Linked DNA regions of Mus musculus: regions 2, 3, 4 and 5 are each linked to region 1. Evidence: chromatin contacts called from public ChIA-PET, Hi-C, HiChIP or PLAC-seq and Micro-C data. All regions are on one chromosome and are shown on one strand. The core of a region is the stretch at or near the end of the contact, and the rest is flanking DNA. Distances in the headings are between cores, read along the strand shown.

What was found. A called contact is a pair of places that touch in the nucleus more often than the background predicts. ChIA-PET counts read pairs in DNA pulled down with a chosen protein or histone mark. HiChIP or PLAC-seq counts read pairs in DNA pulled down with a chosen protein or histone mark.
Region 2: a contact with region 1 is called in an RNA polymerase II ChIA-PET map of effector CD8 T cells, with 10 read pairs. The contact joins two enhancer-like sites. A contact is called at or near these places in 1 of 15 datasets of contacts at CTCF or cohesin (pro-B cells), 14 of 115 datasets of contacts at active chromatin or transcription factors (DN3 thymocytes, acute myeloid leukemia, bone marrow-derived macrophages and 11 more) and 1 of 9 other capture datasets (embryonic stem cells).
Region 3: a contact with region 1 is called in a Hi-C map of uterus, with 4 times the contacts expected there. The contact joins two enhancer-like sites. A contact is called at or near these places in 2 of 484 Hi-C or Micro-C datasets (myocytes and uterus), 2 of 115 datasets of contacts at active chromatin or transcription factors (embryonic forebrain and embryonic limb bud) and 1 of 9 other capture datasets (embryonic stem cells).
Region 4: a contact with region 1 is called in a Micro-C map of brown adipocytes, with 2.8 times the contacts expected there. The contact joins two enhancer-like sites. A contact is called at or near these places in 3 of 484 Hi-C or Micro-C datasets (the HL-1 cell line, brown adipocytes and cerebral cortex) and 6 of 115 datasets of contacts at active chromatin or transcription factors (bone marrow-derived macrophages, cardiomyocytes, heart atrium and 2 more).
Region 5: an H3K4me3 HiChIP or PLAC-seq map of embryonic limb bud shows a contact between it and region 1, with 4 times the contacts expected there. The contact joins two enhancer-like sites. A contact is called at or near these places in 2 of 115 datasets of contacts at active chromatin or transcription factors (bone marrow-derived macrophages and embryonic limb bud) and 1 of 9 other capture datasets (embryonic stem cells).

Annotation. Positions count from the first base shown.
Region 1 is chr4:97,748,237-97,753,072 of GRCm38.p6, forward strand. It overlaps Gm38709 (a long non-coding RNA gene), which reads right to left. Exons shown (of 5, transcript XR_003955232.1): 5 at 2,411-4,836. It also overlaps a transcript of Nfia not described here. Among named protein-coding and RNA genes, the nearest start is that of Gm38709, 27 kb to the right of the region's middle. Within about 2 kb of position 3,010, at least 334 of the 459 cell types and tissues checked have an H3K27ac peak or open chromatin away from gene starts, as enhancers often do. A contact at or near this core is called in brown adipocytes, effector CD8 T cells, embryonic limb bud and 1 more, where this site is marked.
Region 2 is chr4:98,279,695-98,284,330 of GRCm38.p6, forward strand. No RefSeq gene overlaps it. Among named protein-coding and RNA genes, the nearest start is that of 0610025J13Rik, 39 kb to the right of the region's middle. Within about 2 kb of position 2,802, at least 22 of the 459 cell types and tissues checked have an H3K27ac peak or open chromatin away from gene starts, as enhancers often do. A contact at or near this core is called in effector CD8 T cells, where this site is marked.
Region 3 is chr4:98,562,583-98,567,153 of GRCm38.p6, forward strand. The region is part of intron 27 of Patj (PATJ, crumbs cell polarity complex component); the gene reads left to right. Among named protein-coding and RNA genes, the nearest start is that of Gm40210, 15 kb to the right of the region's middle. Within about 2 kb of position 2,394, at least 51 of the 459 cell types and tissues checked have an H3K27ac peak or open chromatin away from gene starts, as enhancers often do. A contact at or near this core is called in uterus, where this site is marked.
Region 4 is chr4:98,506,085-98,510,554 of GRCm38.p6, forward strand. All of the region lies in intron 21 of Patj (PATJ, crumbs cell polarity complex component), which reads left to right. Among named protein-coding and RNA genes, the nearest start is that of Gm40210, 71 kb to the right of the region's middle. Within about 2 kb of position 2,622, at least 38 of the 459 cell types and tissues checked have an H3K27ac peak or open chromatin away from gene starts, as enhancers often do. A contact at or near this core is called in brown adipocytes, where this site is marked.
Region 5 is chr4:98,652,686-98,657,196 of GRCm38.p6, forward strand. All of the region lies in intron 34 of Patj (PATJ, crumbs cell polarity complex component), which reads left to right. Among named protein-coding and RNA genes, the nearest start is that of Gm35137, 44 kb to the right of the region's middle. Within about 2 kb of position 1,931, at least 22 of the 459 cell types and tissues checked have an H3K27ac peak or open chromatin away from gene starts, as enhancers often do. A contact at or near this core is called in embryonic limb bud, where this site is marked.

The DNA of each region.
Region 1 (4,836 bases), core at 1,760-4,259:
TACCAAAAGAAGATGAATTCATAAACATTAAAATTCTAGAATGAAGGCTGTAATTTCATGGAGGAAATGTCTGAGTTGAGACACATTCTCTTTGAGCTTTCTTGCATCATTTCATTATTAAAAAAAAAAAAATGAAGATCCGGACCCTGGAATGGGAGAGGAAGTTTCTACCCTAAAACTTGTATCTTAAAATTCCAAGAAGAAACACTCTTTTATTTCTTTGTAGTTCTGCTAAAATTTAGAATAATATGGAACACATAAAGCACATTCTAAAATTCTATCAACTGCTGTTGCTTACTTACAACAAAGCCCTCTTAATTGCCAACCAGTCACTAAATAAATAAATAAATAAATAAATAAATAAACAAACAAACAAACTGACAACCTGGCCACTTGACCTTACTGTGATAAGGTTAAAGTATTAGGTACCCAGTAGGGCTCTTCAGCTAATGGGTTTCTTTGTGCCACGTGTTTCAAAATGAAAATCTATTAGGTTATTAGAAACACTGTCACTGTGTGGAGAGTGGAGACAACTTGCCGAAGTCTGGGCTCTCAGTAATCTATTGGCAAGGAGATGGATCATAGTTGGAGCTGGCAGGAAGATCTAGGCAGGAGGGCTGTCTTTACAGACAATGCTCTAGCCAAACCTTTTTGTTGCTTAACTTAAGGAATTTGGTGTGTGTGTGTGTGTGTGTGTGTGTGTGTGTGAAAGATGTGGAAGCCAGAGGTCAATGTTAAGTGTTTTCCTCAATAACTCCCCACCATAGTTTTTGAGACAGGATCTCTTACTGAACCTGGGACTTGCCAATTTGACGGATAACCAGTAGCTCTAGGGATCTTCTCTTCCCAGTTAGTTTTTAACACGTTTAAGAAGACTGAACTCAGGTCAGACTTGTGCACCAATAATGTATAGGCCAAGCCATTCTCTCAGCTTTGAGGCCTTTTCGCAAGTTCGGTTATTCTACCAGTGTAAAGGAGGTGCTGTGGGTAGGAATGGTGGTTTGGGTTTTACGCTTTGATGGATGAGAAGGGGAACTCATGCACAATTTTCCACAATGGTAACCCCAAAATGCTGAAAGTAGTATAATTTGCTTCTCTATGTAATCCAAACCTTTCATTATGAAATGCCACTACAAAAAAAGAAAGAAAGAGAGAGAGAGAGAGAGAGAGAGAGAGAGAAAGAGAGAGAGAGGAAGAAGAAAGAAATGTCACTACTATTACATGGATACAAAGAAATGACATATTTGATATATGGGGGAAAGTGCAGTGTCGGCCTTGAGCTATATAGCTCGATGATAGAGCACTTGCCCAGCATGCATGAAGCCCCAGGGTTGAGCTAGGGGCAAACTCAATGTATATATTCTCATAATAAGGGCAACAGAGCCCAACTGCTGTGGTTTAGATGCCAGGACATCAATTGCTATATTAAACTAAACTTTTCCTTGGGCTGTTTGATGAGATTTGGCTGTGTGGGCCGTGAGGTAAGCATAGACTAATTATATTGATAGAAGTATAAGTCAGTCTGTCTCTGGCTTTTCCTACTGCCTCTGTGCCCTGCTCTTTCATCCACTGTCAAGATTTTCTAAGGAAACACTGCAATCATCACCACTTCTTGGGCTGCAAGAGCGAGCCTCTGTCACCCCTTCAGCATGGCACAACCACTAAGGAGCCAAGTCCCCTGCCTGACTTGGATTGAGAACTTTTACAAGTGTCCCAACACAGGTGCCAGTTGAAGTCACTTTCATGTTGTCAGAGGAGGGTTCTCTGCGGGCCTGCTCTGCTGATTCTTAAAATGACTCCCTTGAAAAATAGGCAGGGAAGCCAATAGCCAGCCTGGAAGCAACTTTCCCTGTGGCTTTTGCTTCAGTTCCTATCTTCAGGTTCTCACCCTGCCTTCCCTTACTGATGCACATAACCTAGAATTGTAAAATGAAACAAACCCTTGCCTCTCCAGCTCCCACAAAAGTGACTCCCTTGACCTCCCTGGCCCTCCAATCCCCTTGGGAACTCACAGTTCTTCTTTTCAGAGGTGCTATGAAAGACAAAACCTGTCCTCCTATGTAAAACACCTAATCTGATTTCGAAGAACTTAATACTACTACATATCAAAAGCAGGTTCAGAAACAGACTTGAGTCTGCTGAAGTTGTAGTTATAGCTTTCACCTCTGGATTGTATGTCTTCATCTTTACAGTGGGAATAATGTATATCATATATGGTTCTGACGTTCATGTGGTAATTAACAATTTATAAAGTAAAATGATAATTAAGTAGTCACAGCCATCCACTAATATGTCTCTTTTGTCTATGAGGAGATTAGCCAGTGCTCAAATCAGCTATTGGGGCCACTTGGCTGCCTTTCTCGCCTCTTCCTCCTAGAGACCTAATCTTTCATGGAACAGGAAACACATATGCAGTGTCTTTAAAGTTTTATTTCTCGGAAGATTTTTCCCCCTTTTAGAAATAGGTGGGAGCTCTTAACATGGGCAGTTTCTCACCTACTTTATCTCATTAATTTAGAAAAAAAAAAAACTCTCACGGTTATAGTTCTGAAGGGGAAGAAAAAGGAGAGTGAGTGACGGAGCAACTTGTCCAAGGTCACACAAATACTCTTCCTAATGAAATTGACTGCTGCTCTCCTTGGCTGAAACGTGGGGGAGATACTGGGTTCAAAATCCAGCCAAAACCATTAGAGCGCGAACAAGTCCAATCAGAGCTAGTACTGTTCTGTTTCCCAACTTCTTCACGCCCCCAACGCAAATTTTCGGTATGGTCTAGTCTGCTGTTGCCTGCCAACAGACCTGTTGGTCTGGATTGATTACAGAGATGAGATGGCTGTGCCCAAAATCCTGCCTTGCTTAGGAAAGGATCTCCAGCCTTCTCACCAACGTGCTAGTTGGAACTCGACTGTAGGTGGCGCCCTGCTTCGCTTAGGGGAACTTGAAGGATGAGGACCCGGGTCACCAGCTGCCTTCTCTTAAAGGAAAAAAGTCTTTTTCGCCCGGGACTTCTCTCCCGCTCCCCTGGTGTGGGCGGAGCGGAGCGGTTGCGGTTAAGCAGCACTTCTCAAGAAGTAGAGCCTAGTGACCGACCTCTGAGCGCTTCCTGCCCAGCGTGGCGCTCCTGAGCCGTGCTTGAACCCCAATCCTCCCGCGGCCCAGGCCGTCCTCACCCTTCTACCCCTTCCCCTAAAGTCAGTAATGAGATTAAAGGGCTGAGGACAGTGTGGTTCCTAGTGTGACCCTGTGATTGAGAGGAGGGGGAGAGTCAACTTTACAAAGCTCTAAAAGGCCAAACCTCAAAAGACTTGCAAGAGAAAGCAGCAGGGTGCACCTGCATGGCCTGTTTAGGAACAAGGACCGCCTCCTCAGGACCCGGTATCGGCGCCCTGTGCGGTCTCTTCGTGCTCTTTCTTCCCTCTGGCTCCGGCCTGACCCTGAGCTTTTTCGTTGCAAAGTTGGGTTCCCATATTCGAACCCCATCTTGCACACGTTGGGGTGTACGCGATGGAGCTGGGTGTTGGGGAGTGATCACACCACAGCTGATCTGGGAGCACTTCGGGAGGCGAAGCGGAGCAGGGAAGGAAAGAGTGGAGTCAGTCCTACAGTGGCTGAGCGCTGAGTGACCGGGTCATCGGGATGTCCCGTGGGGTGGGAGGACGCGTAGGGCGGCGTCAACCTCCGGCCTGGGTTGTTCTGCTGTGGCCACAGGCGGACTTGTCCTGTGCGCGGGTCCCCTCTTGAAGATCGACCGAAGTCCTTCCTACGGCAGCTGTGGAGGGAACTCTGGGGGAATGATTTGCTCCGACTGCACTTTGAGAAGAAGACTTTTTCTCTTAAGAGCTTCTGAAGTTGAACGGTGTGGTTAGGGGGAGTCGTGGGCGTCCTCTGCTCGTTACCAGCGGCCTGGGACAGGCCGGAGAATTGTTAAGTGGGTTAGCGAGGCTGGGAGGAGGAAAAGTGAAAGCGGAACTGGATAAGGGAGGAAAGCGTACAGCTACTGAAAAGAGTGTTGGAAAAAACACACTGCAAAAAGCTTATTCTTTTACTCAGTCTTTCTTTGATCGGAAAAAAGTAAAACATACCTGACTTGGATTTTTTCCCCCTACCAATTAGAACCTGTTACACTTTCCCAAGTCCATAAAAGAACTGCAGAGATAAATTTAAATAAACAATGGCAATGGGGTATGTACAGTTGTGACACTTGGTTGCAACACCATTTAGTGACAGCTTTTATCTTGAGAAAAATAGGGATGTAACTATTAATCTCTTGTGCTGCTGCAGGAGATGGGGTCCCTAAGAAGGGAATAAGCCAAATAGAAAGTGCAGTTATGGAAACAGAAAATTGAGATCCATTTTAACACTCTGGTCTTGGGATTCTAGCACTGCACTCTACCCTAGCATTAACTTAGCAGGAATATCACCCGGCCTAGTCTCTGTGTGATTCTTAAGACAAAACAAAGGGCACGCAGTGTTTTCCCTTTAAGGAGCTACAAACAATTGCTGCACGCAGTAACTCCAATAGAAGTGGTCTTCATACTCTCTGGGAGGCAGGAACTGGATTTGGCCTCTTTCTAAGGTGCAGGTGTGTGATTTTTTTCCCCCCAGAGCTGGTGGGTATAAGAGACAGAAACCACAAAGGCAGTGTGTCCTGGTGCCCTGCCCGAGCATTTAAGCAGAGAATGGTGGACATATTGAGGTTGTGCTTCCAATGCTGGCAAAGCTGAGGGATGGATGGATCCTGTCTTCTACAAACCTACACACTTTGCACTCAGCCCCCTTCCTCGGTAAACTGGATGAAAAGCACTTTTATCCCTGAAGGCATAAATGGAGACTTCA
Region 2 (4,636 bases), core at 1,552-4,051, 530 kb after region 1:
CTTGGATGAAATACACACACACACACACACACACACACACACACACACACAAGCTCATTTTTAGCATGCTTTTTAGCTCAATGGCCAGGCACTTCTAAGCCTCCTGCAGCTAACCTGCCCTTATCTTCACTCCCAGCTCAATACCTCTAATTCTGCCCTCAACTTAGTTCTAATCTCCCAGCTGCTACCCCAGGCCAAGTCAGGGAAGTGGCAATTGGCCACTCCACCCGACATGACTGGTGGCATGGCAAATCCTTTTCTTCCTCCTACATCTGCCAGCCTGCCTGTGGAAACCTGGAAGTCCCGCCTCTTCTGGCCACTAACATTTTTATTGATCAATTAAGAGCTAGTTGGGGAACAGGACCATCAGTATTCACATGCAGATTCCTGATCCGAGCATCAGAATCACACACACACACACACACACACGCGCGCGCACACACACACACACACGCACACGCACACGCACACGCACACGCACACACACACACACACACACACACACACACAGAATGTGATCTTAAAGGAGTTACAGTGAGAATGGGCAGCACTCGGTCGTGGGGGGTGGGGGTCAGGGGCCGAAGCGATAAATATGGTCAAAGCACAGTACATGAAATTCTCAAAGAATAAAAATACTTTTAAAAAAATGCCTCATGGACATGCCCACTGGCCAATCTCATTGAAGTAGTTCATCAGATAAGGTTTCTCTTCACAAGTCTGTCAAGTTGAAAACCAAGATTAGCTCTCACGAGTCCACCATAGCCTGCCTTGTCTTTGTCTTGTTCATCTCTAAGATCTCATGCTAATGTTAGTACCACACTATAAAACACAGTCTGGTTTTTTAAAAATCTCAGTCTTTAAAGTTTTCCACACTTAAAAGTCCAAGGACTCTTTAAAAATCAGATGTCTCTTCGCTGTAGGCTCCTGCAAAATGAAGAAAGAACATGTGAAATACTTGATTATTTCAAAAAGGAAAAGTTGGAATATGGTTAATATGACATCAAAGCAAAACTGAACATCTAGCAGTATAAATCAAATTCTGTAGCTCAATGTCCAGCAAATAGGACTCATGATCTTGTAGCTAAAAAAGGGCTCAGCCAGATCTTCTCTAGTTCTGCATCCATAGCAAACATCACTTGTCTTGCAGACTTAGCCTGCACCTCCTGTTGCTGTCCTGGCACCTCCAATATTCTGGTGTCTCCTTTATAACTGAGGCTGCACCTTCAGTCAATGGCCTCTCTTCCAACCCTGCTACACAGTGCCACATCTTCTTACCTGCTCTCCATGACTACTCCATTCCTTTAAAACCAGTGTCCTAAGGGAGACTCTTAAACGTTGCTAAGTTCAGCTTACAGCTCGATAGACAGCACTGGTGTCCCTGGACCACAGCTTCTGCTAGATGACCCTGGAGGAATGTTTCTGAGAAGATTTTGCCACAATGACCTCTTGATAGTCACAGCTGACTTTTGATCCCCAGCTAGCCAATATATATCATCCCAGTAAAGCAAAGGTTTGAAGTCCATAGATTCTTTTTTTAATTAGATATTTTCTTCACTTACATTTCAAATGCTATCCCCAAAGTCTCCTATACTCTCCTCCTGCCCTGCTCCCCAACCCACCCACTCCCGCTTCCTGGCCCTGGCATTTCCCTGTACTGGGATATATGATCTTCCCAAGACCAAGAGCCTCTCCTCCCACTGATGGCCGACTAAGCCATCCTCTGCTACATATGCAGCTAGAGACACGCGCTCTGGGGGTACTGGTTAGTTCATATTGTTGTTCCTCCTATAGGGTTGCAGATGCCTTTCGCTCCTTGGGAACTTTCTCCAGCTTCTTCATTAGGGGCCCTGTGATCCATCCAATAGATGACTGTGACCATTCACTTCTGTGTTTGCCAGACACTGAATCACACACACAGGTCTGACAGAGTTTTACCTTGCTTTGAAATTTCACAAGTCTGCCCCCGTTGTTTGCATTTCTCCCAACCTTCACATCTAAGCATCCACAGAAGAGCTTACTAAGCTCTCAATGAGTGCTCAATGGCTTTCCAAGGTCAAAATTCTAAATCCTTCCACGGTCCTCCACAAAACACCATAGTCATTTCTGTCACAGCAATATCCCACTCTCTGATACCAACTCTGTTCTAATTTGTTTCTCTATTGCTGTAATAAAATATTGATCAAAAGCAGCTTGTGGAGGAAAGGGTTTATTTCATCTTAGAGCCTACCGCTGAGGGAAGCCAGGGCTGTAACTCAACCTGGAGTCAGGCACTGAAACCAAGATGATGGCAGAACACTGCTTACAGGCTTGCTCCCCCTGTCTTGCTCAGCTTGTTTTCTTGTACAACCCAAGACCACTGGCCCAGGGTCAACAATGCTCATAATAAGCTGAGCCCTCCTATATAATTAGCAGAGGCTCCCTGTTCACAAGTGACTTTAGGTTTGTGTCAAGTTGAAGCTACCTGTGACACCTGCTAACAAAACAGGTTATCAACACTCTGGATAGCACCCCTTCCCATTTCCTTAGAGAGCCTATGGGTTAAAAACTACATCAGCCAGGCTTTTAGACTGCTAGCATTTTATATGCAAATTAGATTCTGTGGATTGATGCATTTGAAAAAGTTTTGAATATAAAACAGGTTGCTGTCTTTTTGTTATTCTGCTAACAAGCAAGCTCACAAAAACATAAGTATTACAAGCGACTTTGGGGCATTGATGACCAGACTCTGTGCATGGTTAACACTTCTGTGGTGTCAAGAAACTTTCAGTTGGTGACAGAGGAAGTGGCTTCGTTACCCAGCTACCTTATCTCTAAATAGAATCTATGATGATGAGCATTAAATTTAATAGTTCCATTTGTGGCTTCCTGATTCATGTTAATCTAACATTTTCAAATATTTTTAAGGCACTTCATTTCCTGTATATAATCCTTTCATGCTTAAAATATCCAGAGTGTTTTCTCTCTTATACTGTGCTATGACTAATATAGATTTCAGAAGTAGAAGTAATTATAGACAACAGACTCCCAACAATAGGAACTTGACTGACAGTAGTTACATGACTTTGTTGGCTTGAAGGTGATATAGAGGTATTCTTTCTTAGGTATTGACATGGCCATTGCCACCATGAAACAGAGTTGCTATGGTGACCTACAGAATACCTTAGTCTATAGTCACAGCTAGGTTATAGTAATAATAATGAGAGTCCAAGTCTTCACATGAGAGACCAATCACTGCTTCCTCCTTCTCCAGCTTCACTAGGTGTTGGGAGTTGATTGAAGGTATAGTAAGTACAACATTGACGAAGGATTAGGATTCACCAGCGGCTCTACTAACAGTGTCTATGGCAAAGATCCTGGTGTCTTATCTGCTTTGAGTTACCCAACTCTTGTAAGTAATCCTAATAAACTCATTGATTCACCAAATGTACTCAGATGGCAGTCCTTTCTTTAATCTGTTGACACCCTCTCTGTTTGGTGTAAGCAAGCATTTCTTTACATCTCCCTGGGAAGAGTCACATGGCTGAAGACAAGTATAATTCAATTCTTCCTGAAGAACAACAACAACAAAAAAATCAGTTCAGGGCATGGTCACAAAAATAGCTAGCTAAATCACGACATTTTTTTTAGTGGTACTACAATGTACCACCATAATGTTCCAATGTGCCATTTAATTGTGTGTTTCAAAGAGGCAATAGCTTGGTGGATCAGGGTAGTAGGAATAGGGTAAACAGAGACTAAGGGGCTGTAGGACATTTCTGAAGCAATGAAGAGCTCAGGAAAGGAAATTATAAACTAAGGTTTTTAAATTTTCTTTAAGATGTGTCTAACCTGTAGCCTCTGAGGGAACAGTTATACTCAACAAAATAATAAACTTACTTAAAATACTTGGATGCTTTTTGTTTGTTTATTCCCTTGCTTTTTGTTTGTAACTAGATTGCATGATTCTTGAGTGTGAACTTGGTAACCTCGAGTCACAATGTCAAAAGGTTAGACATGCCTGCAGGCTAGGCAAAATTAGAAACTTAGACAGTTCTTTAATTGCCCTCAGACAAACTCCAAAATCTCTTAAGCCAATAGAATGATTCCAAAAGTTAGATACCAAGACTGAGTTTTGAATTCAAATTCAATTGAGTTTATATTCTTACTTAGTCATCTATGTTTGAGTAAGACCTCACTCTGAAAAGGATGAAACCTGAAATCTAAAATGAGCATATTTTGGTAAATACAGGGACATATAAATCCCCACAGTGCTCAGCATCCCTAGGCTTCTCTCACTGCCAAAGCAGTCCTTCCTCCCATCCAATAAGCTAATTCTGCCTGTGTGTGGACTCTTCCATGACCATCCTCCTAGAGATGCTAAGAATCCTTCACATTCTGCCCTTTGACTTCAGCACCAGCCCTGACACACTAATGCAAGTGCCCTCTGGCCCCTCTTCCAGTTCCAGGCTTTCATCCAGCAGCCACCACATGTGTGAGTGGGAACTGTGTTTACAATGGGCTTTAATCAATGTATTGTATCTTGACCTATGAGTCACATCAATCATATCTCAAAGAGAAAAGAGTCTTCATTTAAATACTTGCAACTCCTGGTTATTTACACATACAGAAACTGGAAATATGTGTCATAATAGATTTA
Region 3 (4,571 bases), core at 1,144-3,643, 810 kb after region 1:
TAAAATTTCACATGACACTGGATCCTTTAGAAATGAAGATCCAAAATATCAGAAAACTGTCTTTAAAGACAGGCAAACAGAAAGATGATTGGAGAAGATGGTCTGATGGTGCCACACTAGGTGGAATTCTACATGCCCTGTCCTCTGGTTCTTGCCTCCCTAGTTCTTTCCCTCACGTAATAGAGAGAGGGAGTAAGTCAGAGAGGAACCATCCTTGGCTTCAATCAAGAAAGAGGAGTTCTGGGTCCAGTGACCTGCCTGAGGGGCTGAGTAGCAGGACTCTCTTCTGCAGTTTTATCAGCAGCTCCTAGTGCACTTCTCTTGGGCCAACTGCTGTGTTTGGGGTGTTGCGTGCTGAGCGCTGGCAGTGACTACACTGACCAGTCCCCAGGTGGACAGGCTGGGTGAGCGCTGCTGCAGCTCCTTAAAGAGGACGTAAGGGTCCTGAGCTTAAGGCCTGCCTGTGTCACACAGCAGGACCTATCTCAAAGAGAAAGCTAGAATGAATAAGAAAAGTGTGGAGGGAGCTTCGGAACTGCCACTGATCCCCCATCATCTAAGGGCAAGCAGAACAGACTGGACCCCATGGGTGCAGGAGACCCAACCGAGCTCTGGCTGAATTGTCTCAGCTGCCTGTCAATCATACCATCCGTGTGGGAAGGACTCAGGGGCAGAGCGAGTGGTGAGGTCGCCTTCATGTGAGGAGCTATTGTGAGGAGGTAGGATTTCTAAACATAGCACCTCAGACTGAGGGACAGACCTAAAGTCTCTCTTAAAAACAGCATTAGGGGAATGTAAGATGAGCTAGTAGAGAGCAATTTATTTTAAGTTTTGGATATGCCAACTTCATGGCCTTTTATAAGGCCTTTCCTCTAAAGTCTTCTTTCTCTGTAAAACAGAATTCAGTTACACGGTTTGTTTCATCTTTCCCAGGGATGGGGAAAATACAGAAATTAGTATATCAAAGAAGTAGAATCGTCTTCTTTTATCCTCTTCAAGCTGTGAATCTAAAAATAAGTTGTAGGATAACAAATGCAGGGGCTGAAATGTTAGTCGAGTGTCCTGAGCTGGCATTTGGCCATGCTGCTGTTGCTAAGTATAAGCTTTATTCTGGAGAGATGCCAGGGCCTAGGACGTGCGAAGCACACTCTGCCACTGAACTTCACCCCCACCACCACCACCACATCCCTAACAGTAATACATTTTGAATATAAATCTAAAGATGGAATGGTGCCACTTTTAAGTGAAAGAGGCATTCTTTGGAACAACACTGTGACTTTAGATCTGAAATAGGCTTTCTGTCCTTTGGGAGTGGTGTTGGGATGGTTGCAGAGCAGTTGAAGAGCCATAGGGCAGCCTGTGCGTGTGCCTTTCAGTCGGTGTAGCCTGAGCTTAGCACACCAAAGCACTGGCAGCAGTGGGCTGAATGAACAAGAACTCAATTAGAGCTGGGCGACAACCTCATCAGCTACCGGCTGCTCACCCTTGGCAAGGGACTTAAGACTTGAGCCTTCTTTCTAAAGTCTGGAACACGGAGATGATAGATCATTCTTTCCAGAGGAGAAGAAAGTGGAGTGGAAGATTCACCAGCACCTCTGCAACTTGCCAGGCGCCCCACAAACTGTCAGTAAACCCTCAAGTGATGCAAGATGCTCCACTCTGTCTATAAAAGTGAAAAGTCCAGGGCGTGACTGGATGTTACATCTGTTAGTTCGTCTGTTAGCATTAAGTAAGTTAGCACTGGAGCAAGCTTGATGCAGAGTCATTGAAGTGGCCCAGGGCTCCAGCACTGTGTACCAACTAGTCTTATCTTCAGTTGACTGCAGCTGTGGACACTATTCATCTTCCTGTTCACTCACTAAATAGGTGGTGGAGACTAGGGTGTGGCTCCAGTATTGGGTATTATCACATATGTAAGGCTCTGAGCTTGACTCCTGGGGAGGAGGCACTAAATAAATAAATAAATAAATAGTTTCCGCCCCTAGGTTTTTTTTTTCTTGAAGCTTTTATTTCTCAGAGTTATAACTAGTCATGTGTGTATATGTGACAGATTTCATGGGATGAGTTCCTTTGGTTTTACAACTTTACTGCGAAGTGGATTCCATTCATATTTGTTCATTGACTCAGTGAGTGTGTAACTGTGGCAATTGAAAACTCAGGCCGGGAAAATTAACCTTCTAGTCTCACGAAGTAAGATTAACAAATCTACATTTTAGACCCTACCTGATTAATATGAGAATCAGGTTTTGAGGTGCATTAGGTTAACAGTAGGGCTTTGGATGCGTATGTTTGAAAAACACGAGAGACTTTTGACCACTTTTGGTGATGTTTGGCTATCCTGTCTTCAAGTTTGCTGGTACACTGCCCAGGCGCTGCAGTCCTGAGAGCTTTTTCACCATCCCTAGCTGGAGCGACTTGAACGCCAGTTTTCAAGCTGCCTCTGTGCTTTGCATCCACAGGCAGCACTGGTTGAGCAGTGCTCCCTTGCGCCTCGAGCTGTGCTTGGTACCCTCGCTGGCAGTAACTAAGAGAAGCAACCTGAAAGGTAGAGGATGGTGTCGGCCTCTTCCTTGGGAATCCCAGTGGAGACTGAGTACTTTTTGGTTTTTGTTTCTTCTTAATGTCATCAGGAGAAAAGCATTACTTACTTTCAAATGGCAGTTTCCCTCATGGCAGAGGAAATTAAGAAGAAAAGAACAGCTTTGTCATCAATTCAAAATTCATTTCAGACATCATTAACTAAGCATTGAAAACAAGAGCATGGTTCTCTCTTCCTTCCCTGTGCATTATCTGGACACCTGTATTTGAGGTTATTTTAGGGAACATGTGCTCTTAAGGAGACCTTACTTTGACAGATAGGTTTGGCATGTAAAAAAGATCCACAAACTCGAGACACAGTGACTCAGCAGGCATTTAAACTTAATTCTGTTTACCACCTCAGCTCTAAGAGTCCATTCAATGTTCATTCAGAGTGCCTGGGCATCACACAGTTAGTTCTCTCCGTTGGAGACCATAGAGGTTTACCAAAGGAGAGTCTTTGTCATGACTGACTTACACAGCTAAACAGTTGAATCCACTTTGATCAATTTCATCTTGAATCTTTCAGAACGACCAGGTGAGTTTATTGTTGTTGTTGCTGCTGCTGCTGTTGTAAAATAGCATAGTAGCATGATTTTATGTTGATTCCCTCACTGTACATTTCTGTATGTTTCATAAAGAGCCAGCATATAAAGCATATGGAATTTGAATGCACATGTGGGTTCTATAAGAGAGCAGGCTGAGCAAGCCAGTAAGCAACACCCCTTCATGGCTTCTGCATCAATTGCTGCCTCCAGGTTCTAGCCCTGTTTAAGTTCCTGTCCTTGCTGTTATATGGAACTGTGAATGAAATAAGCCCTTTGTTCTCAGGTTGCTTTTGGTCATGGTGTTTCATCACAGCAATGGTAACCCTGAGACAGCACCTATGTCACATTGGGCAGCTGCATATAGCAAGACTGAGGGTTGTTTGGAGTGGCCGTGACTACCAGCACTACAACCCCTGTGTGTGTTTTCACCTCTGTGGAGGCTATTGATAGTTTTCATGCCTGGCTGGGTGTTAGTGTGTTTTCTTTTGATAACCTCATTTATTTAATGTCTCATTTGCTATTTTAATAGAGCATTTATTTGGGGGATGTAGGAGGGATAGAACCCAAGGTCTCACATAATGGGCTCCACTTCTGGTCTACAACCCCTGCCCTAAATATTCCATTTAATTTGCTATTGTGAACTTTTTGAAGCATTTTTTAGCATTTCCTCATATACCTGAGGTTTTTGAGTTTATATGTTGGAGTTAGATGTCTTTTTGTACTTTACTTGTAAAACTTTCATTTATTAATTCCAAAGAATTAGTAAGTGAAGCATCTCTCTTTGTTATATTCTTCTACCTATAGATATAACGTAAGAAAGTATCCTCTTTTATCAACTATTTTATCTTTAATCTTAAAAAATGCATACCTATCCCTCTCTATTAGCATCACTTTGAACTTTATCCTTTAGGCTCCTGCCATGGTGATTTTTAACTGTCTTCAGAATATGCTCTTAGCTTGAATCATATTAAATTGTTCCATGGTGGCCAGGAAGCAAAGAGGGTTTGCTTTCATAACAAAACCCTTTCCTCCAATTCCCTTAAGCTATGAATCCATAATGGAGTATTTCACTGATTCAGTGAGAACCATTTTGATCCAGTCAGGTCCCACACCCTTGCTCAGCCCCATTAAAAAACCAAGTCCTCATGCAGACGCTGTGGGGACATTTCAGATCTAAGCCACAAATTGGCGATTACATAACAGGTTTCCTAAGGGCACAATCTTCATTTCTTGCTGAATATCTGTCTGCCAGGGGAGGGAAAAGTGAGGATTGTGCCAGGCGTAAGTGTTGCACCCCAGTCACCCTGTCATTTGGGAGATCGGACCCGAGGGTCAGAAGTTCAGGATCATCTTCAGCCACATACTGAGTATGAAGCCAGCATGGGCTACATGACATACTGCCTCAAGCAGCGGCAAAATTGTCATACCAGCCTGGAAAGTGATGTG
Region 4 (4,470 bases), core at 1,372-3,871, 760 kb after region 1:
CCTCATTCTCTTTGTATTATAGCATAGATGGAAGTGAGACCACCCCTTTACATGAGCTATGTCTCTCCTAATCTATGGTAAAGTATCCAATGCTATTAAGTGAAATTGCTAGCTCACTGGATGGAGCTGTTAAATATTAATAAAGGGGTGCATATTTGAAACATTTATGAAGTATTTTCATAACCATAAATTATAGTTGATTCTAGTACATTAATAACTTAGATTCCATTAAAGAATTCTGAAAGTGTTATGCCTCTCTTTGCCAACTCAGAATACCAACTTTCATATACTTTTATTCACCTAACAATGTGATGCTGACTTGTGTTCTGATATTGAGATCCCAGGTGAGACTCTTGTGCCATCATCACACCGGGACTCAGAACTGTAGGGCAGGGTCTATGCTGTCTTTCACGGCTGGAACCAGCTTGGCAGAAGCACGTCGCCATGACATCTCGTGCATTACACACAGATGGGAGAAAGCTTTAGAACACGATGAGAGTTTGCTATGAGGTCAAGACTCTGTTCTGTGACGTCCACAGGATGGAGCCTGATGGCGGACAGAGAAAGCATGCCGTGCTGGTTCTGGTTGGCCCCTCTGAGTGACCGGAGCAGGCCGTCACCGTGGAACCATACATTAGATGAGTCTGCCACTTTTCAGGCTCATAGCTGGGAAGGAATTAGAGCTTTCATTTATTTTTTATTTTATTTTATTTTTTTTAAATTTACTTTGTTTTTGTTTTTGTTTTTTTTCAAGACAGGGTTTCTCTGTATACCCCTGGCTGTCCTGGAACTCACTCTGTAGACCAGGCTGCCCTCAAACTCAGAAATCCGCCTGCCTCTGCCTCCTGAGTGCTGGAACTAAAGGCATGCGCCACCACTCCCTGGCCAAGCTTTTATCTTTCCTATAGGAGATCTACTCTTTAATTTCACCCCATTTCCGTGTTCTCTGGTTAGTGAGGGCGTACGAGTTCTTGGTTCATGATAAGACTGAACAGAGTACGCTGGCCTGGTCACTGCTGTTGTTTTATAGGTGTCTTGGCACTGCTTGGAACCTTGTCCTCCTCCCTCCCTTCCTTCTGCCCTTCTTCTATTCTGCTCATTATCACTAAATCAAATTCCCCAGCAATACTTCCATATAACTGTGCATGAAAACGCCCCCACCCCCACCCCAGGATTTAAGTCTTAATTTCAAAGGCTCTGTCCCATTTAATATTAATCTTGGGTTTTATTACCACATATTAATTATACAGAATGAGTTTTATTATGATTTCCCCCATCAGATATATGATGTCTTTCGGGTGCATTCACCTCCATTAACGCCCTTGTTCCTTCTCACTCCGTTGACCCTCTTCCTCTTTCTACTTTCATGTCATCTTTTCACCAGTGACTGAGTGACATTCATTGGGATTTCTTATAGAAGCACGGGTGGGGCATTCTTTATGGGTGCATAAACAACTTGTTTGTGACTACATTACTGAAGAAAATAGCATTCCCTCTCCCAGAAACCATGTATAGATTCTCAGAGAAGAGTTGGGGGACACCATTCAACTTTACAAGGCAGGAGGTAGTTTTTATTAAACATATCATTTGGGGACTGCTGTTAAAGTCATGTGTTGTGAACTTGTCTTCAGTCAGAAACCATTTATAAGCACACATCAGGAAATGCTGTGACAGACATGCCTAGATTTGTTGGTTGCTCATCGTGCCAAGCTAAGAAGATACTGATGTGGGCTGGTAGATATCTCAGCAGCATGTGTGCTGAGTTGATAAAATTCTGATTTTCATTTTCCTCTTGAGAGCTTTGCTTAGCAAACAAGAGACCCTATGTGAACACTGACTGGGCTCCTTTCTACTAAGCTTCTCCAAGCCTCTCTTTCCTCAGTTGGAAAGTCAAAGACTAGATCTGAGAGTTTGGGAATCCCTTTCAAATCTGCAGCTCACAAGAACACCCCATGAGCAACAACCCATCTTATGTTTATAGAACAATTAATTTTAAAATCATTTATTGGTAGCCTGCGTGTAACAGGCGGTTAATCTAAAATAATGATGTCGGAAGTGACAAAGTAGCAGGAAAGCACACAGTGGTTTCATCACCAACAGAAACAACAGCAAAAAAAAAAAAAAAAAAAAAAACCCACACGAGCAAAATGTTGTTTCTTTAAATACTCAATTTCACAGAGTGTGAGAACAAACTTGTAAATGAACATCCCAAGATTCCAGGAAGAGGGCTGGAGAGATGGCTCAGTGGTTAAGAGCACTGACTGCTCTTCCAGAGGTCCCGAGTTCAATTCCCAGCAACCACATGGTGGCTCACAACCATCTGTAATGGGATCTAACACCCTCTTCTGAAGCTACAGTGTAATCATACACATAAAATAAGAATAAATAGATAAAGATTCCAGGAAGAAACAACCCCGTTTCTATCTTACTGCTCACTCTGGATGGGTTTCTGTTGGTGTACCCATTTTCAGTCCAGCCCTCACTGTACACTAAGGCTACGTTAGCCTTGTCACTAATGGGCTCAGTAGTATGTGTCAGGTGGGAAGGCCACAGCCTGCTTGGGTGTGCCTGCTCAGCACAGCAGCAAACTTGGTTTTGTTTTGTTTCTGTTTGCTGTGTTATGCAACCACCGTCCTCTCTGACCGAGTTCTTGCTTTTTCTCCAGGCTGTTCCCTTACACCTCACTATGTATAAAGGTTTGAAAAATTTCCCCATTCCTCTTCTGTAAGCATTAACTTCCATTTATCCAGGGGCCTTTTTATTATTATTTTTTTAAACCTCCCTGTTTTCGTAACCCCTGTGCCCATTACAGCCATTGCTTAACGACTTCGTGGGCCTCCAGGACATGATTTGTTTTATGGGCTGTTGGGTGCTGTGAGCCCAGGGTGAACAGCTCTATAAAGTATGTGCCAAACACTGTGAGGGGAAAGAAATGGGTATTTGTGTGCTGGCAACAGGCCCGAGAGGAGGCAGTGGGCAGCAGGCCTGGGCAACAGGCAGGAGAAGGTGTAATGACCTTCGTGAACTTGCACGGCACAGCACAGCAGTGGACTGTGGGAAGTTGCTTGGCAAGTGGATCCTTTGTTGTGCTTACAGCCGCTGCTTGGGTCCTGCTCCCCTCTGCCTTCCCATGCATTTAGTGGAGGTGCACAGGCAACCCCTGGAGCTGTCTGGCCTGCTTTGACTAGCACCTAGGGATGGGGGCCCAGCAGTTGGCAGTGAAAGTGACTGGAGATGGGAAAGGCAGCTGAGCATGATAATTCTATTCACCGTGTCTCTGCCACATTGCCACTTGATTGGACCTGTTTCTGTGGTTTCTGGTCAAGACCAGAAGCAAAAGGAGTGGTCATTTAGTAGGCATTTAGTTGATCACAGTGAAGCATGGGTGGCAGTCACAGGAAAAGATGGAGCAGATTGCTTGTGGCTGACTGGTCAGTTCCAATTTTCTGGAGAGTCAAGTCTCTAAAACAAGATAAAGACACAGACTTGAGGAAGGCCTTTGGTGTAAAATCCCTCATGTTCTTAAAAACACGAGGGCAGACTAGCTGAGTGTTTATATCGAGTCTCTGAATATAATACACTGTAGTGATGAATCAGATGGTGTTACTGTAGGTACAGGCCTCTAGAAAGGGTCACAGCCTCCTCGGTGTGCCTTACTTATTCTTTTATCAAGCAGACAGAAAGAGGACACGGGCAGCATGTTTTATACATGTCTTTTGGACCATCTTACGCATTCTAGGAAACTGGAGGAGGGGAAGGAGGGGGCCAGAGTTCCCTGTGTTGGGTTAGAGAGCAGGTATCCAAAGCAGTCCTGAGAGTCTGGAATCGAGAGGTCTTCATTAGATAAAAGCATCAGGAGGCTGAGGCACAGGTGAAGCGAGAGAGAACTTAGACCGCATGCCTGAGGTGGGCCCAAGCATGGAGAAGAGTGGGAAACTGTTTGGACCCTAGTCCTGTTGGCTGAGGTCAGGATGGGAGAGGGAGGGTACTGATGTTTCTTTGAAGAGCTCTGCAGCACAGTAAGGGTACTGGGGCAGGGCAAACAGGCAGCCAGGCAGGGCAGACTGGGCCAGAGGGCAGGCAGGGAACGGGGCGGGGCAGTCCAGGGAGCAGGCCAGGAGCAGGCCACGGGGAGTCCCAGTTGCAGAGTGTTGCTTTTTTCACTTGTATTTTGGTTTCTGGCTCACCCACCTCTGGCTCCAATCCTTCCTCTTCAGGTGCCTGAGTGGAGGTGCTTTTATTTTTGGTGGCAAGTCAGAATATTTATTGAGTTCTGTCTTTCCCCTCCTCATGCTGTCTCCAGTGCCTTAGCATACATGATGCAGCTGGGAGTAGTTCCTGGCTACTTGTCTGAAGTCACTGTATCTTATCCGTCCCCTAATTGCTTCATTTTTTTTTCTCTAGAAGTTAGGGCTTCTGAGTATCAGTCCCCGTGTCCATTCTGTCTCTCACCGTTGGAACGGTAGCTCT
Region 5 (4,511 bases), core at 681-3,180, 900 kb after region 1:
GTAACCTGGGCCCCCGCTCCTGGTCTGCAGACCTTGCCTCTCTACCTGTAGAGCATGCTGGCTGGCCGATGACTCTCAGTGAACTCTCCAGCCCAGAAGTGAATATGCTTTGAGCCTAATGTTATTGACTAAAGGATTCTAACACCTTATGCCTGATCACAACACAGTGATTGTGGACATTAACTTTTCCTCTGCTCCTACAGTCAGAAATTACTGCATGTAGCATCCTATGAAAGTGCAATGTCACTTGGATGGAACTGGGGATGCTGAAGTTGCCCAGGCCCACAGCTAGTTGAGCTGCCAGGGCCTTTGCTTCCCTAAGACTCTAAGCTCCTTATCTTATCTAGCCTGGGCTACTGTGTTCGTCTGCCCTTTGTCATTATGGGAGGAGAGAGCTTTCCATATGGATTTCCTTTTGGATGATATGTATGACTCCGCTATATCACTGAACAGTGTAATGGTCAAATACCATAGAAATCTTGACTCACTGGGTTGTAGTAAAAGTGAAGAATTTTATAAACACTAGGAAATGGTTTCTTCTTGCCATACTAAGGCCATTGGAGTAGTATTAAGAAACTATTCCCTAACATTGGTACTAGCTCCCTCTTAAAAGCCTGTTTTCCCCATTTTCCCAAAAAGAGGTCTTAAATACTGTAAGATTTAAATTTGTATAAATAAAGCTATTTAAGCAAAACAGGGAAATTAAATTTTAGAGCAGTTCTATATAGAATGCTTTCATGATTAAAAAAAAAAAATTAACCCTCTGGAGGCTGGAGAGATGGCTCAGTGGTTAAGAGCATGGGCTGCTATCCCAGAGGACGCAGGTTCAATTCCGAGTATCAACAGGGTGGCTTAAAGCTGTCTATAATTCCAATTCCATGGGGTCCAATACCTGGGCACTGTGCACACATGGTGCACATACATACATACATACATACATACATACATACATACATATAAGATAAAATATTTAGCCATCTGATTTCTTTGTTGTAAATAAGTCTCTTTTTATGACTTAGCCTAAGACAGATCTAGACTTCCTGGAAGACTCAAAGGAATGCAGTCAGCTGAAAGTCACGACTCTTCAGCCTGCTTCCTCACTTCTGTTGGCATAAATACAGTTCCCCTCTGTGTGGAACCCCGCCCCCCGGGATTCCTGACCCCACTGTGTACTGCCCTCTACCACTGGCCTGTGCTCTGGTCTCTGTCTGAGGGCGCTCACCCAGCCTCCTCTTCCAGCAGCCGGGGCCTTATTGATTATCTTGCTCTGCGAAGAAAGGCGAAGATAAAAGTTCTTAAAGATCATCATGAGGTTCCTAATATATGGTTCTGCCATTTGAGACTATAAATCCCAGTGTCTTTGAAAGATAAGCACCACTTAAAATGAGAGATGGGACACAGCTTTTATTTCCTAACCTCACGTACCTCATTGACAGCCTTAAGTTAGAGTTACAGAAAAAATATAGGTGTGTAGTTTTTGTGCAGCCAAAAAGTGGGCCGATGTGAAAAGTGCTTAAACACATTGTTCCTGTGAAGATCTTTTTCCCCTTTTTAATGCCCCCCCCCCAATTTTCAAATGAAGCATGAAAACTAACACATGGGTCCCATTATCCAGCCAGCAGGAAGTTTGCAAACAAAGATGGTAATTTGTAAAAAGAAGTTGCAGGAAATGATGAGCCAGGTATGAGCAGAACCTCTCCTGGTTAGACTCACTTCAGCCTTGGTGCAGGGAAGGGCACTGACTTCCACCCCTCCCTTACACACCCCTCCCTTACACACCCCTCCCTTACACACCCCTCCCACACACAGCCCTCCCAATAAGAATCTGTGTCTTTTTTGTTATGTAGCCAACAATCTTGGCCATCTGTAGAGTTAGTCTCTTGACACCTCATCAGTCCTCTCTGCCAGGACAGATGGCTTCTGAGATCACAGAGGGAGATCGCATGTCCTGTCTGTGTGCTTGCAGCCAGTCACCTGCACCCGCCTTTGAAAGCCCCAAGCTAATGACAAGGGTGAGGCCCTCAGAAGGTTTACAAGCACACCTGGCCCTGTCCTAGGAGACAGCCTTCTGCCCCTGTTGTTCTCATCTGTGATGCCACTGCCAGGCTGGCCTCTGAGGAGCACAGGCTGCTGTGATAACTTACATATGTTTGCTCAGTTCCTCTTGCTTTGACCTAGGTTGTGAAGCTGAGTGATGTTACCCTGCTCTGGAAGAGAGATTTGCTAGCTAGTTCTGCTATATTTTAATGTTTGTGGTTTACAGTGGGAGATAACCCAATGAAAAATCAAAATACTTCAGATCTCTAAAGGGTAGAAAAAAAGGAACACTGGAGAAAGCATTTTCTGAATTTATTATAGACTAATTGTTACATGATATAAGGAAGACAGATAAGGCAGATTATGCTGCGAAGGTGAGGTATTCATTCATGTTTAATTTCCTGTCATTCAGAGGCATACAATTTCATCTTTTTTCCTGTCTTCCCTTGCTCTTGCTGGCCTTGCTGAAGTATTCCTTTGCCCCGTAAACTACTACACAGCTTCTGGAAGTCATGCAATCTGCAAGTACAAGACCTCAGCCCCTGCCAGTCCCTCCCAGCCCTGTTAACCCTTCTTAAAATGTCTGACTCCTCATTGGGAGTTTTACACCCACATTCTTGAAGAAGCAAAATATAGCACTCGAGACCATTGGTCCTGTGCTGGTTTGTGCCTCTGCAGCCTCCTAGACCACTAACTTGAAGGATCTATTTAGCTCCTGACACAGATCTTCATGTAATAACCGTGCCTTCTAGGAAGAGCATTGTCTGCCCATGAGAATACCTCAGTTGAAACTCCTTTTATTTTTAAGTTGTATTTGTAACTAGCTCATAGATTAATGGGAGTCCCTAAGACTTTGTCATGCATTCCTAACTATGGTTAATTTGCTTCCTACCCTCTCACCCCCCACCCCTCTGCCATCCCTGTCCCATTTCCTCTTGAACTTGTAACTCTTCACTGAGGCCTCATCTCCCCTCCTTCCTCATGAACCTTTTCTGGCTTCCTGCCTTCTATAGACACAAGTTAAACACACAACTCTCAAGTTTGAAGCTAGGCTCTTCATATGAGGAGATCATGAACTGTTTTCTTTTGGGGCCTGGGTTGTCTCATTTTGTATAACATTTCCCGGTTCCTGCCATTTTCCCACTTTAAAATATATATATATATTTTTTTCTTGATTTTGAAAGACCTTAGATTGTCAGTATTAAATAGTTTCTGAGTTTTAATTTTTTTCCCACTGCCTGATTTAATATCTATTTATATGTCAGGGGTTGAATCCAAGGATTCACATACCTAAGCACATATGTCACCACTAGGCTACAACATGCACAGATAGTGTAATTTATTATTAGACATAAATTTTACAGAATAATACCAATTTAATCCATCTTATTACACAGTTGTGTAAGGTCTGCATTATACTTTACTAATGTATAATTACTAAGGTAGATGCATACTATACATCAAGATAGAGGGCCCATGGCTTTAGCACATTATGTAGCAAAGTTTACCTACTAAGAAGATAAAAGGGAGGGCTGGAGAGATGGCTCAGTGGTTAAGAGCACCGACAGCTCTTCCAGAGGTTTTGAGTTCAAATCCCAGCAACCACATGGTGGCTCACCACCATCTGTAACAAGATCTGATGCCCTCTTCGGCAGTGTCTGAAGACAGCTACAGTGTACTTACATAGAATGAATGAATGAATGAATGAATGAATGAATGAATGAATGAATGAATCTTTAAAAAAAAAAAAAAGAAGTTAAAATGGAGAAGATCTTTTGCCACAGCCATATCTATCCTGAAGGACCCTCACTGAATCCCATTATATTATATTCACTCACTTATGACCGCTTCTGACAGTTTGGAAGTAGGACTGTCGTAATTTCAACTCCTGGATTTTTTAGAGCAGGCAGGGAAGAAAGCTCCTTTGCATTGGTTATCTGCTGTTCCCCTTCGTGTGAACCTTGCAGAGTCTGTCTCACAAGGAGCTTGGCGTGCTTTGGCACGTAATCCCCAAAGCCCAGCTCCTTTCTGGCATTATTGCTTAAGTCATATGTTTTTATACAAAACATCTTTTTAACCTCCATTTTGCTTTAAAATCAAGCAGAGTTTACAAAGCCTCTATGAATCGCACTGGAAGAATGTTAACAAATAGCCCTCTGGACTTGGTCATTCAGGCTGTAAGAGTGTGACAGCAAGCAATAATGTTGTGCAGGCTGAGTACAATTTCAGTAAGTAAGGAACAAATGGAACTGTGGGGACTTATAAAATGTAGAGCATATACACATGCATGCAATAACAATTAGTGAGAGAAAGAAACCATGGATTTAAAGGAGAGTGGAAAGTGGCATATAGGAAGTTTTGGAGGGGAGAAATCTCAAAGAAATATAATGATCAACTGGGAATATCCCATTTCCTTCATTAAATCTATATTTCAGTATAAACAATATATTCATGTTCATGAGTATCAACTTTTT